Regions from separate parts of the Mus musculus genome. Here all the other regions are linked to region 1. The links are chromatin contacts, called in public Hi-C and promoter capture Hi-C maps. All regions are on one chromosome and are shown on one strand. Each heading gives the region's core, a stretch centred on a gene start, on an enhancer-like site or on the middle of the called end of the contact. The rest is flanking DNA. Distances are from core to core; before and after follow the strand shown. Region 1 holds the start of Galc (galactosylceramidase). Region 2 holds the start of Gtf2a1 (general transcription factor II A, 1). Region 3 holds the start of Sel1l (sel-1 suppressor of lin-12-like (C. elegans)).

The links. Promoter capture Hi-C pulls out the DNA fragments that hold promoters and counts their contacts. A called contact is a pair of places that touch in the nucleus more often than the background predicts.
Region 2: a Hi-C map of regulatory T cells shows a contact between it and region 1, with 4 times the contacts expected there. The contact joins the promoter of Gtf2a1 here to the promoter of Galc in region 1. A contact is called at or near these places in 7 of 39 promoter capture datasets (the HPC-7 cell line, cranial neural crest, frontonasal cranial neural crest and 3 more) and 14 of 484 Hi-C or Micro-C datasets (B cells, CD4 T cells, CD8 T cells and 6 more).
Region 3: a promoter capture Hi-C map of pre-B cells shows a contact between it and region 1. The contact joins the promoter of Sel1l here to the promoter of Galc in region 1. A contact is called at or near these places in 2 of 39 promoter capture datasets (cranial neural crest and pre-B cells) and 4 of 484 Hi-C or Micro-C datasets (B cells, CD4 T cells, CD8 T cells and 1 more).

Annotation. Positions count from the first base shown.
Region 1 is chr12:98,257,667-98,261,193 of GRCm38.p6, reverse strand. It overlaps Galc (galactosylceramidase), which reads left to right and starts at 1,735. Exons shown (of 17, transcript NM_008079.4): 1 at 1,735-2,059. The coding sequence starts at 1,865.
Region 2 is chr12:91,587,942-91,591,468 of GRCm38.p6, reverse strand. It overlaps Gtf2a1 (general transcription factor II A, 1), which reads left to right and starts at 1,820. Exons shown (of 9, transcript NM_031391.2): 1 at 1,820-1,934. The coding sequence starts at 1,905.
Region 3 is chr12:91,847,265-91,850,791 of GRCm38.p6, reverse strand. It overlaps Sel1l (sel-1 suppressor of lin-12-like (C. elegans)), which reads left to right and starts at 1,635. Exons shown (of 21, transcript NM_001039089.1): 1 at 1,635-1,833. The coding sequence starts at 1,761.

The sequences.
Region 1 (3,527 bases), core at 486-2,985:
TGTCTTTAAGTTCTTTAGCACATAGTACAATTGTTACAGCACCGAGTAAAAGTACTGAAGACAGTAGTCTTGAAACACAGATTTAGGTTTGTCTTTAAGGGGGAGCACAACTTATTCCAAAGATAGTTATGCAAAGCCTATGATCTCTTAAGCCCCAGGGCCTGTCCTGTGTCTTCTCCTTGCCACTCTGGTGTCTCAGGGGCTTGGGTGGGAAACTCAGCTTATTGTATGCTTTCTACTAAAGGGGGAGAGAGAGAGAGAGAGAGAGAGAGAGAGAGAGAGAGAGAGAGAGAGAGATTGATTTCTACAAAATTAGGGGAATCTAAATTCTCAGGACAGTTCACTTTCCTATCACATCAGTCTTACTGACAGTGGAAGGTAGCTTATGATTGTTTCGAGGAAGCATAATTTCACCTTTGTCATCCTTGGGTCCTAAGAATTAAACTGCTGTGACAGACTAGATGGATGAAGCACATAAATTTAAGTTACAGGGCACAGGGGCATACCCTAAGAAATTGAAGACTCCCCCCCCCAAACAAACAAACAAACAAACAGTTAATGATAAACATGCTGAATCTGATCAGGAGCAATTTAGGTTGTAAAATGTGCCAGGCAGAGAGGCAGAGAGGCAGAGAGGCAGGCAGAGAGACAGAGAGAGAGGCAGAGAGGCAGAGAGGCAGAGAGGCAGGCAGAGAGGCAGAGAGGCAGAGAGGCAGAGGCAGAGAGGCAGAGAGGCAGAGAGGCAGAGGCAGGCAGAACTCTCTGAGTTCAAGGTGAGACTGGTAGATGGAACAAGTTCTAAGAACACAAGCTGCCAGCAGGCACGTCCAACCTTTTCTTATCCTGACACTATGTTGTCCGCTATAGACTTCACACTTGAGGTCTGCACAGTTGACTATTTTAATCATAAAAAGTCACAGAATGTCTTGAGTTAAGTTTATGTACAATTTTGGGGTAGGGTGCTTTCATAGCAATCATCTGCTCCATGTGGTCTCAGGCACAGGTTGGATGCACCTGCCAGGGTATTTAACTGGGTAGAGAAGTGAATAGGAAGGCAAGGGTTACTGTAACAGGAGTTGGCAAACATTACCACTTCCTCTATGTAAGTCAGGGCATCTTTCATAAGTGATTTTCATAGTCATTTTTTATTCAAGAAACAGAATAAAGGTCCGAGTATTCTGAACCTATTGTATTTTTTAGGTCTCGCAATTCAAATTACTATATAGCAACATTTTGGACGAGTAATCATATTAACTCTTTTAAGGCTAAAAGACCTGGATATAGCAGACTACTCAATCGAACAAACTTTGTCAGCTAGCATTTGCTAAGTGTATATAAGTGCACAATTATGACTTCCCGAGTGCCTATTATCTTACTTTTATCTTATCCGGAGTTCCCTGACTTGCTGTTCTGGTCTCACGGTGGTTTAGAAAAATTCAGGGTCCTCAAGCCAAGCGACTCAACCAAGGTGACCGCTTAACTGGGGGCGCTTAAAGCCAGGTCCTCATTGCTGTTTCCTACTGGGAATGCTCGGCTAGAGTAGGACCACTCAAAGCCCTCTTTTGACCGTTGTTGACCATTCACTTCCCGTTTTCTAAGATGATCCATCAGGTGAGGTAGGAAGAGTGGTCACTAAGTAATTACACGCAGAGACCGGTCCCGCCTCTTTGACACAGAAGTGACAAGGCAAAGCTCGCTCAACCAGCCCCCCACCCCGCCCCCCCAGCTCAACACAACAGCGGCTGCGCGGACAGCCCGCAGCCCTCACTTAAGATGGCGAAAGCTTCCTCAGCCGCCCGCTCTTCTTCCTCAGGGAGGCGATCGGGCCCGCCTCCCCGGGCGCCACAGTCGCGTGACCCGCACAATGGCTAACAGCCAACCTAAGGCTTCCCAGCAACGCCAAGCAAAAGTCATGACCGCCGCCGCGGGCTCGGCGAGCCGTGTTGCGGTGCCCTTATTGTTGTGTGCGCTGCTAGTGCCCGGTGGCGCCTACGTGCTAGACGACTCCGACGGGCTGGGCCGGGAGTTCGATGGCATCGGCGCAGTCAGCGGCGGCGGGGTGAGCGCGGGCTGGCGGGAGGCAGGAGTGCGGTGCGGCGCAGGGACCGCAGGGACCGCAGGGACCGCCGGGGCCGCCCCCTCCCACAAGCCCCCGCGGCGTTGCCGGGCGAGCGCACGCCGCTTCCCCGCGCGCCGGGGTGAGATGAACCCGGGCTGGCGGTTAGATTGCAATGGGGAGCCAGGCGTCTCGAGGGGACAGGCGTCTGCTGCAGTCAAGTGGCCCGGGCTCGAGGGAGCCCTCGTTCTGGATCGCCGGCCAGGGCTGTCCTTGCCGCGCTGGAAGGGTCGCCTCCGGAAAAAGCCAGAGAGGGACTGCGAAGCCTCAGCGAGATGCTTTGGGGAGGGGGGGGGGTGGGTTCTCTTCCTTCCCAGGGAGTTAGTTGGTGGAGCCGTGAGTCAGAAGACATAGGCAGGGTTTGGGGACCCTTCTTGAACAGTGATTAGCACCCCGTCCCTCCCTGTAAGACCTCTTGGACTCTTTAGAGTTGTGTAAAGCCTGAAGCGATCTGGGATATTGTTTTAAAAGAGGGCCACCTTCATCCACTAACAGAAACTGTGGCGTGTCTGTGTTGGAACGAGGGAATGCTGGCTCTGTTAGGGCACATAAGAATCATTAGGTGCATTGGTTAAAATTTAAGTTGTCTTCCTCTCCCATTCTGACTTTGTTAATAAACACCAGCTAATTCTCAAAAGATGAGGTCTTGAGAGTGATTTCTTGTTGACTCAAAGATCTCAGGACTGGGAAGTGGGTTTGCTTTTAAATTGAAATCTTAAGAGTAGTTTTAGATCTACCGAAAAGCTAGGAGTGCAGTAAAAAGTTCTATACCCCAGTGTGTGTGTGTGTAATAATGAACTAATCTATTCTCAGTTTATTTAAATTTAAAATAGCCAATATTTCTTATACAACCTTAACGTCTCCTTTTGGTATCTTTGTGATAGTAAATCTAAGTGTAAAGGCTTTTTTAAAAAAATGAGATTTCCAGTTTTGCTTAATTTACTCAACTTTTAATTATTAAAATAATTTCATAACCTGGTGTGATGTAGTAAGCCTTAGTGTGTGTGTGTGTGTGTGTGTGTTGGGAATGTTTGTACATGTGAGTACTGGTGCTTACAGAGGCCAGAAGCACGTGAGTTGCCATCTCTCCAGCCTCCAGAGCAGGTAAATCTATTAAATAGTCAGTTAGTAATGTCTCTATACTATGTTATGTATTAGTCAGTTTAGGAAAATAGTAAATGAAGATGGATGACCATTTTATTTACACACCAGTTTAAACTTGTGTGTGTACAACATGTTACCTAGCACAGTTGTAGCAGCACTTAGATTGCCCTCTCTTGACTTTCACATATTTAGGGAAAGCATTTTGCTTCAGTGGTTGGCATGTGGGCTTCCGAGGTTGCTGGAATCATTCTGGCACAGGACACTCACCTCCTGGTTTTGACAAGTTAGTTCATTTTCCTTTGCTTAA
Region 2 (3,527 bases), core at 571-3,070, 6.7 Mb after region 1:
GGCATGCCTTTGATCCCAGCACTGGGAAAGTAGAGGCAGGCAGTTCTCTGAGTTACAGGAAAGCCAGAGAAACCCTGAGGTGAAAAAAAAATTCTCTCAAGAGAAGGTTTATGTCCAGCTTCTTAGTATGCATGGTCCCAGTCTTCGCTAATCCCCTTCCCTGAGGTCATAGGAAACAATCTGTAGTCTTTCCATGCTCTTCTAGTCTTTGATATTTCACTTATCTGGCTTCACTGGCATAGAATGACATTGTCTGATTGCTTTTTGAACATAAAATGCCCACGTCCACATTACATTTTGTCCCCATATTCCTAGGACCAGGGAAAGTGGCAGTTGTTAAATTCTGCCTACCAAACAGGAATCTGTTCCGTAAAATATTGATACAAAGGCAGAATTTGCTTGCACGTCCCAGGTCAAACTCCCGATGAATTGCACTCCAAGATACCAACAGACTCTGCCTGATCTCTTGGGACAGGCCAGGCAAGTTGATGAGTCAACGGCATGGGTTTCAGATGTGGTTAGTCACTGTGTGCTGGCCAGTGTGCAAATCACAGCACTCTGGTAACATTAAAAACAGAGCAGTAATGTATGTCAGGGAGTCAAATATGTAGTAGTTGTATCCGAGTTCCTTTTCTTTTTTCGTCATTTCTACCACCCTAAGAAGTCATCTAAAGTACTTTTGAGTTGGTAGAGGCTGACTCTTTGGGGCATTTTAGCCAAACCACCTAATAGTTTAATTTTGTACAGACAAACGGCTGGAAACACCTACAGGCGTCCCTAATTCTGTAAAGTAGACAGAGGGAGAACAAAGCTTTCCTAGCCTTTGGACTTATACACAACTTCACGAGGTCTGTCCTTTGCAAGAGGCGCGAACTTCCTCCTCATCCGACCTAAGCTCACGAATCAAAAGATGACTCCGCATTTAAAAACTGTCCCAAGCCCCAGCGCGCGGGAGCCGGAAGCCGCGCCACGTGACCCGCCGTCCCTCCGCAGCCATCCTCCGGGGAAGCCTATCGCTTCGGCGGCTACTCCCACTCCTCCGCTCCACCGGAGCGGCTGCGCGTCCACCCGACGCAGCGCTAGGTACCCTTGATCGCTGGCTTCCCTCAATACCCCAGCCTCCTCCGGAGGACGCCTCCCGGTCCAACCGGTCGCCACCACCACCGCCACGGACCGCTTCCGCCAGGGTGCGGACCACGTGATCGCGCGAGCCATAGGGGGGTGGGGAAAAGGCCGCGGCGCGCGCCTTCTTTACTCCAGGCCCGCGGCCCCGCCCACCCGGCCACCCAGCCGGGGCGGGGGGGAGGGGGGGGAAAAGAAACCTGGCGACGCCCCGGGCGCGCGTGCGCACGCGGTTCTCGCGGTGTCTCGCGCTCGGCCCCGCCCCCCGCTGCCCCCGCCCTTTCCGCCCCTCCCTCCCTCCGCCCTGTCTCTCGGCGGCGGCGGCGGCGGCGGCTCGCGCAGCTCGTTGGCTCGCTATATAAAGGGGAGAAGCAGGCGGACCGGACGGCTGGAGCTGCAGCCGGTGGCGGCAGCGGTGGCGCGGGGAGCGGTGACCGGTGTTGGTTTCCCTCCTCGGCGCCGAGTGGGGAGCGGGTGACGCCCCCTAACCCCCTAAGGGGTCGTGGCTAATTTTTTCCCCCATTTTTTCTTTTTTCTTTAGGCGATTCTCGAGGTTTTTAGCTGCGGGAGGAGTGCCCCCCTCCTCCTGCTCTCCCGCCTCTTACTCCTTCTGGATCGGTTTTGTTGAGAGATTTTTTTTTTTTTGCCCCACTCTTGGCGGGTGACTTGGGTCACCCTCCGGGTCTCAGTTGTTTTTTTTTTTTTTTCTTTTTTTTTTTTTTTTTAAATTTTTTTTTCCTTTCTTTCTATCTCGTTCCCTCTTGTTTGTGTTGTGTGTGGAAATGGCGAACTCGGCAAACACAAACACCGTGGTAAGGACGTGGTGCGGTGGCCGGCGGGGGCTGCGAAGGTTCCGGCGGCAGGCAACGGCTGGCTGGGACGGACGGACGGACGGGCGGGCGGGCGGGGGCGGGCCCGGGCGAGGCGGCGCTCCCGACCGGGTCCCCTCCGCCCTCCACCGCCGCCGCTGCCCGCCGCGGGCCTGGCCGGGCGGGGGGGACGCCGAGGACTGGCGGGAGGAGGGCGGCGGGGGCCGGGAGCGCCGCGGGGCGGGCCACGCAGGCCGTTGGGGCCCTGGCTTGCCGACCCCGGGGCGCGGACGGGCGGGCGATGGCCCCACGCGGGGACCCGGACCCGGCCAGTCCCCGAGCGAGCGGCTGCGGGTCGAGCCCCGCGTCTGGGGAAGCCTCTCGGATACCGCCGAGGCCGGGCGTGCCTTCGGGGGCTCTCCGGAGGTGGTGCTTTGGGAGAGCCTCCTTTGGGGCCGATTTTACTAATCCTCCGAAAGGAAAGAAAGAAAGAAAAAAAAAAAGACAAAAAAATTATGAAGGTTGGAAAGCACTTATCTCGGTTCCTCCCCAGTGGGTAAAATGGCGAAGGGGAAGCAAAACCCCCGCGGTATCTTCGACTAGCCTAAGCACCAGAACAAACAAAGCCTACATGAATGGCCCAAGAGTCCCCGCTTTCGCCTCGAGATTTGCCTACTTCTTCCCGTTGCTCCCTTTTTTAAAAAGGAGCAAAAAAAAATTTTTTTTTGGTTACTTGCGATCACGTAGGTTTGCAAAAAGCAGTCACATAAAAATAACCTTTTAAAAGAGTCACCAACGCAATGTGATCACTAGGCCACCCCATCTCTTGATTTCTTTTTATGACAATAAAGCACAATATTTGTTTTTTTGTTTGTTTATTTTTAAAAAAAATTTTTTTTTTTCATTTTGCCCGGTCCCAAACGCCGCAGAGCAGCCTGCGGCTGCCCGACACTATACCGTTGGCGACTCGGGTCGATCCATCATGGCTGCGGCCGCTTACCCTGCTTTTCAGTGCCTGCGCCTTGTGGTCCTCCTCCCTTTGGCTGCCCTGTTTATATAGAGCCATTGCCGCTCTCTAATATAGACTCTGCCAGGATGGGAAGGTGCTTTTCAGGCCTACGTCACCGCCTCTCCATTTAAACACCAGATCCGGCTTTAAATAGTGAGAGCTGCTGAGCGCGGGGCTGGGAGGTGCGTGCTCCCGAGGCGAGAGGAGCCGGCGTGCGGAGCTCATTTTATTTCTAGGCTCCTTTCACGCCGAGATTTCGCTCCGGAGCCGGGAGGCTGTTGTCACGGACCCGAGTGTTTTGCTGTGGCCGCTAGAGTGTACTGCCTTTGTTTGTAGTGGGAAGTAGGCCAGAATTGCAGCCTCGTTTTGTTCTTTCTCCCTTCCCTTTATAAGAGTTTCATTTTAAATCGTTTTAGATCAGATAAAATGATTTCCTCCCCCCCACCCGCCCCCTTGGAGGAGATACGGTCAACATTCTCGGCTTAAAAAAAAAATGCGTTGTACATTAAATGTTTCCGGAGGAGGACTTGAGTTTGGTGGTGTGTTCTTAATACCCAAGGCATGAAGCTTTTCAAAGAAATAGTGAC
Region 3 (3,527 bases), core at 386-2,885, 6.4 Mb after region 1:
GTATGTCACTTCTGCCAGAGGTATGAGAAATGATTCCTTTTGGCAGATGGAAAGCAATTTCACAAGTTTCTGAAGAATGCTGGCTTTTATCAACCCACCAGAAGTCCTCCTGTGGTCCAGCTGGAGCTCATTTCTGAATATTCAGACACCCTGAGATCTAATATTGAGGACCTTAGCTCCATCCTTCAGAACCCAGGTTTTTTAAAAGCAAGCACAGCAGCATGGGCCTGGAATCCCATTACTGTGGCAGAGCAGACATGAGAATCCTTGGGACATCCTAGTTAAACCAGGGTTTGGCTAGATGAATCAACAAGGCCCATGTTGAGACCTTGTCTCAAAAAATAAGGTGGAGAAGGTAGAGATCAATTGAGAACGAACCCTGACATTAACCTCCATCCTATACACCTTTATGCGCATGGTGCACGCACACACACACACTGAGGGGGTGTTGGGGGGCATGGGGGAAACTGTTCCCCATGCCCTCTGATGCAAACGTACAGCAGCTAATTTTTTAACATCTTCCTAAAAATAATGACTGCCAAAAAAGATAGAAAACAAGTGTTCAGAGAAGTCAAGACACTGAGACAGGAAAGACTTTCCCCCCTAACCCCCTGCTGAGTTCTGTATGCAGTGCTGGAAAATAAATCTTAGAAGGATTCAATTTGATTAAGAAGACTGAAAAGCATCAAGATGCTGCCCTGCCACTCAAAGGGATTGTGCGTGCATCGGTACTTACTACATAACTATTGCAATCCCTGAAGTGCCTTGGCTCTCACCTCTGTGGCCACACAAACCATCTAATCCCTTTTCTGGTCAAGGAAAAAGAGAGCATTGCAATATTTCACTAGAGAAGAATGAGGACCAGTGTTTGAAGGGTTTGGGAGAGCTGTTAGAACATTTATTGAGTGGCTAATATATATGGAAGCCTTAGTGAAAACAATCACAGGAGCTGAACTAATCTCCACTGGTAGGAATTTCTTCCCTTTTGTTTTATTAGGGAAATGACAAGCGGCATTGTCTTGTACTGCTGGCTCTGTAAACTTCACGTATTGCTTCACCTAAGCTTTTTTTTTTTAAGACTTAAGTATTTTTTTTAACTAAATATTTAAAATTTTCAGTTCAGGTATAGCTTATTTCTCAGCGTTCATATCATGTCCAGTTCAAGTTCTCAAAATAATTAAAAAGAAATACTTAGCAACCTTGCAAGTTCTTAACCGTTTGATATCTGTTCCTTGATAATTATTCTGGTTCAAACGCAAGAGTCCAGTGAATCATTTTCTTGAAACTCCTTATGCCCTCAGCCACCTGCGGCTTCTAACCTGACTTTATGCTAAACTGCATCTCCCAAGAGCATCGGCCGAGAAAAATCTAGTGCGGTGCATGGTGGGAGTTGTAGTCCTGGATGAGGGTTCCCCCGCCTTCGAGCCGCTGATTCAGGCGCTACCAATTAGCTGGGGCCATGTCGGTGAGGCCGTGGTCCAACCGGGAAAGCTGGTATGACAACTGTACACAATGATTGGCTAAAAGATGACATAGGGGGCGTGACTATGTGTGGGGTGGGGCGATCACGGCCATTGGCCAAGGAGGACGGAGCGGCGGGCGCGGATTGGCTGCGCTCTGGGCCAGGGAGGCCTGGGAAGGGGCGAAGAAGGAACCTGAGCAGGAAGAGCGGCTGCGAGGCGGCGGCACAGAGGCAGCGGCTGAGTTGGTCGCGGCGACGGCGACGGCGACGGCGAGGGCTCTCGACCTTCGAGAGCAGGATGCAGGTCCGCGTCAGGCTGTCGTTGCTGCTGCTCTGCGCGGTGCTCCTGGGCTCGGCAGCCGCGACCTCGGGTCAGTATCGAGCCTCGGGCAGCAGGCCCCGAGCCACCGCCCCCCGACCGCGGTGGAGACAGGGCCACGGGGCTCAGCGGTCTCGGGCACTGCTCGCCCTGACTGTCACTCGCTCTTGCCTTGGGCATCGGTTAGCCTGGGCCGAAGAGGGTGCTTAGGAAACTGGACATAAGGAAGGGCTGGTCACCCTGCCCACACCTCTCCCACGCAGCAAACTTTAGGTGACTTCTGACGAATTAGGAATTGCCCAATTAGGAGGGGATTCCTGACGGCTGGCTTAGACCCTCAGAGATTCCTCTACCTTCACGTAGGTGATGTGTGCACAGGCTCTGGGACACGCTGGGGTTTGCAGTTGACATACCTGGAGCTGTCACTTTTGTGCAGAGCAGGGTTCATCCGGACTAGGATGTTGACAGTGGAGGAATTGCTCAACACCTGATCTGTTAGTCTGGTTTTTAAAAGAAAAAACTCTGATATAATTGTAGTCACTTGTCCCCCGCGTCCTGGGAAAAATGTGACCTCTGCCACGGTGTCCATGGTCTTTGAGTTTGTAGATAGTCATTTTATTTATGGGTTTTGAGACAGACTTAGTTCTTTCAAAATTAATAGAAAATAATGTTGCCCTTTTCTGTAGGTACAAAAAGCCGTGTGCTTTTAAATTGATTTTTCGACTAGCTGACTTACATTACCTCTTTGCAAAGGATTTTCTTTTTTAATGTTTTGATCTGCCTATATCAGAAAACTTACTGTCTTAGAAATGTTTCTCTTAAACGTACTTAGGATGTTTTAGAGTGAATAAACATTGACTCCTGGAAGACTTTGAGATTTTTAATCAGTTTCGCTTAACAAGACAGCTGTTGGGTGGCTTTATACTTTTTTCTGGAACACTGCAAAATGTAAATGTCATCTTTAAAAAAAAACAAAAAAAAACCCGAATTTCCCCAGATGGTTATTTGAATCCCCAGATCCTCCGTTCTAGTTGTAAATGAAAGCCATAATGTCATCCTACTTCTAAAATCGAGTTAGACCAAAATGCTGTCTCCGGTGTGTTTGGAGACACCCTTTCAAATGTGGCAAGCATATGGTAACCACTTTACTGCCAGCATTATGCTTGAGGTTGATCCTGCTTCATTTGAAATGACAGTTTGTGTTGAAGAGCAGTTCTTTAAAGACTACAATACTTGACTCTGGCAGAAATTCTAGCGGGTATTGTTCAAAAGAAGTATGCCGTGGAAGCTGCCCTTGCCTTGGGTAAAGTACCTGATGGGCTGAGTTCCTCTTGGGGTTTTGCTAAGTTTTAGATCTAGAATATACCACATACCCATACATGAACGAGCTCTGTGACTCTTCACACTGAAGCGCGAAGATTCCAGTAATCAAATAGCATAACTTACATCCCTCTGAAATTCCCATCTGCAGAGTTTAAAGGCTGTTCGAACACAACAGTTTTTCCTGCCTCGTCCGTCAGCTCTGTTGCATGTACTTTGAGCTCTGGACAGTAGAGACGCTCTCCGGTTGGTTCTAAGTCTCTTAGCTATTCTACAATACTTAGCACTCAAGTGTTAAATATTAGGGTTGTATGAGTATAAGTGGAGTGCAGAGTTTTAAGAAATGTCTACTCAGAGTTCTGTCACAGCGACAGCCATGCCAAAGCATTTCTCTGGTAGAGGCATAAACTTAGCCCAAGCTACAGT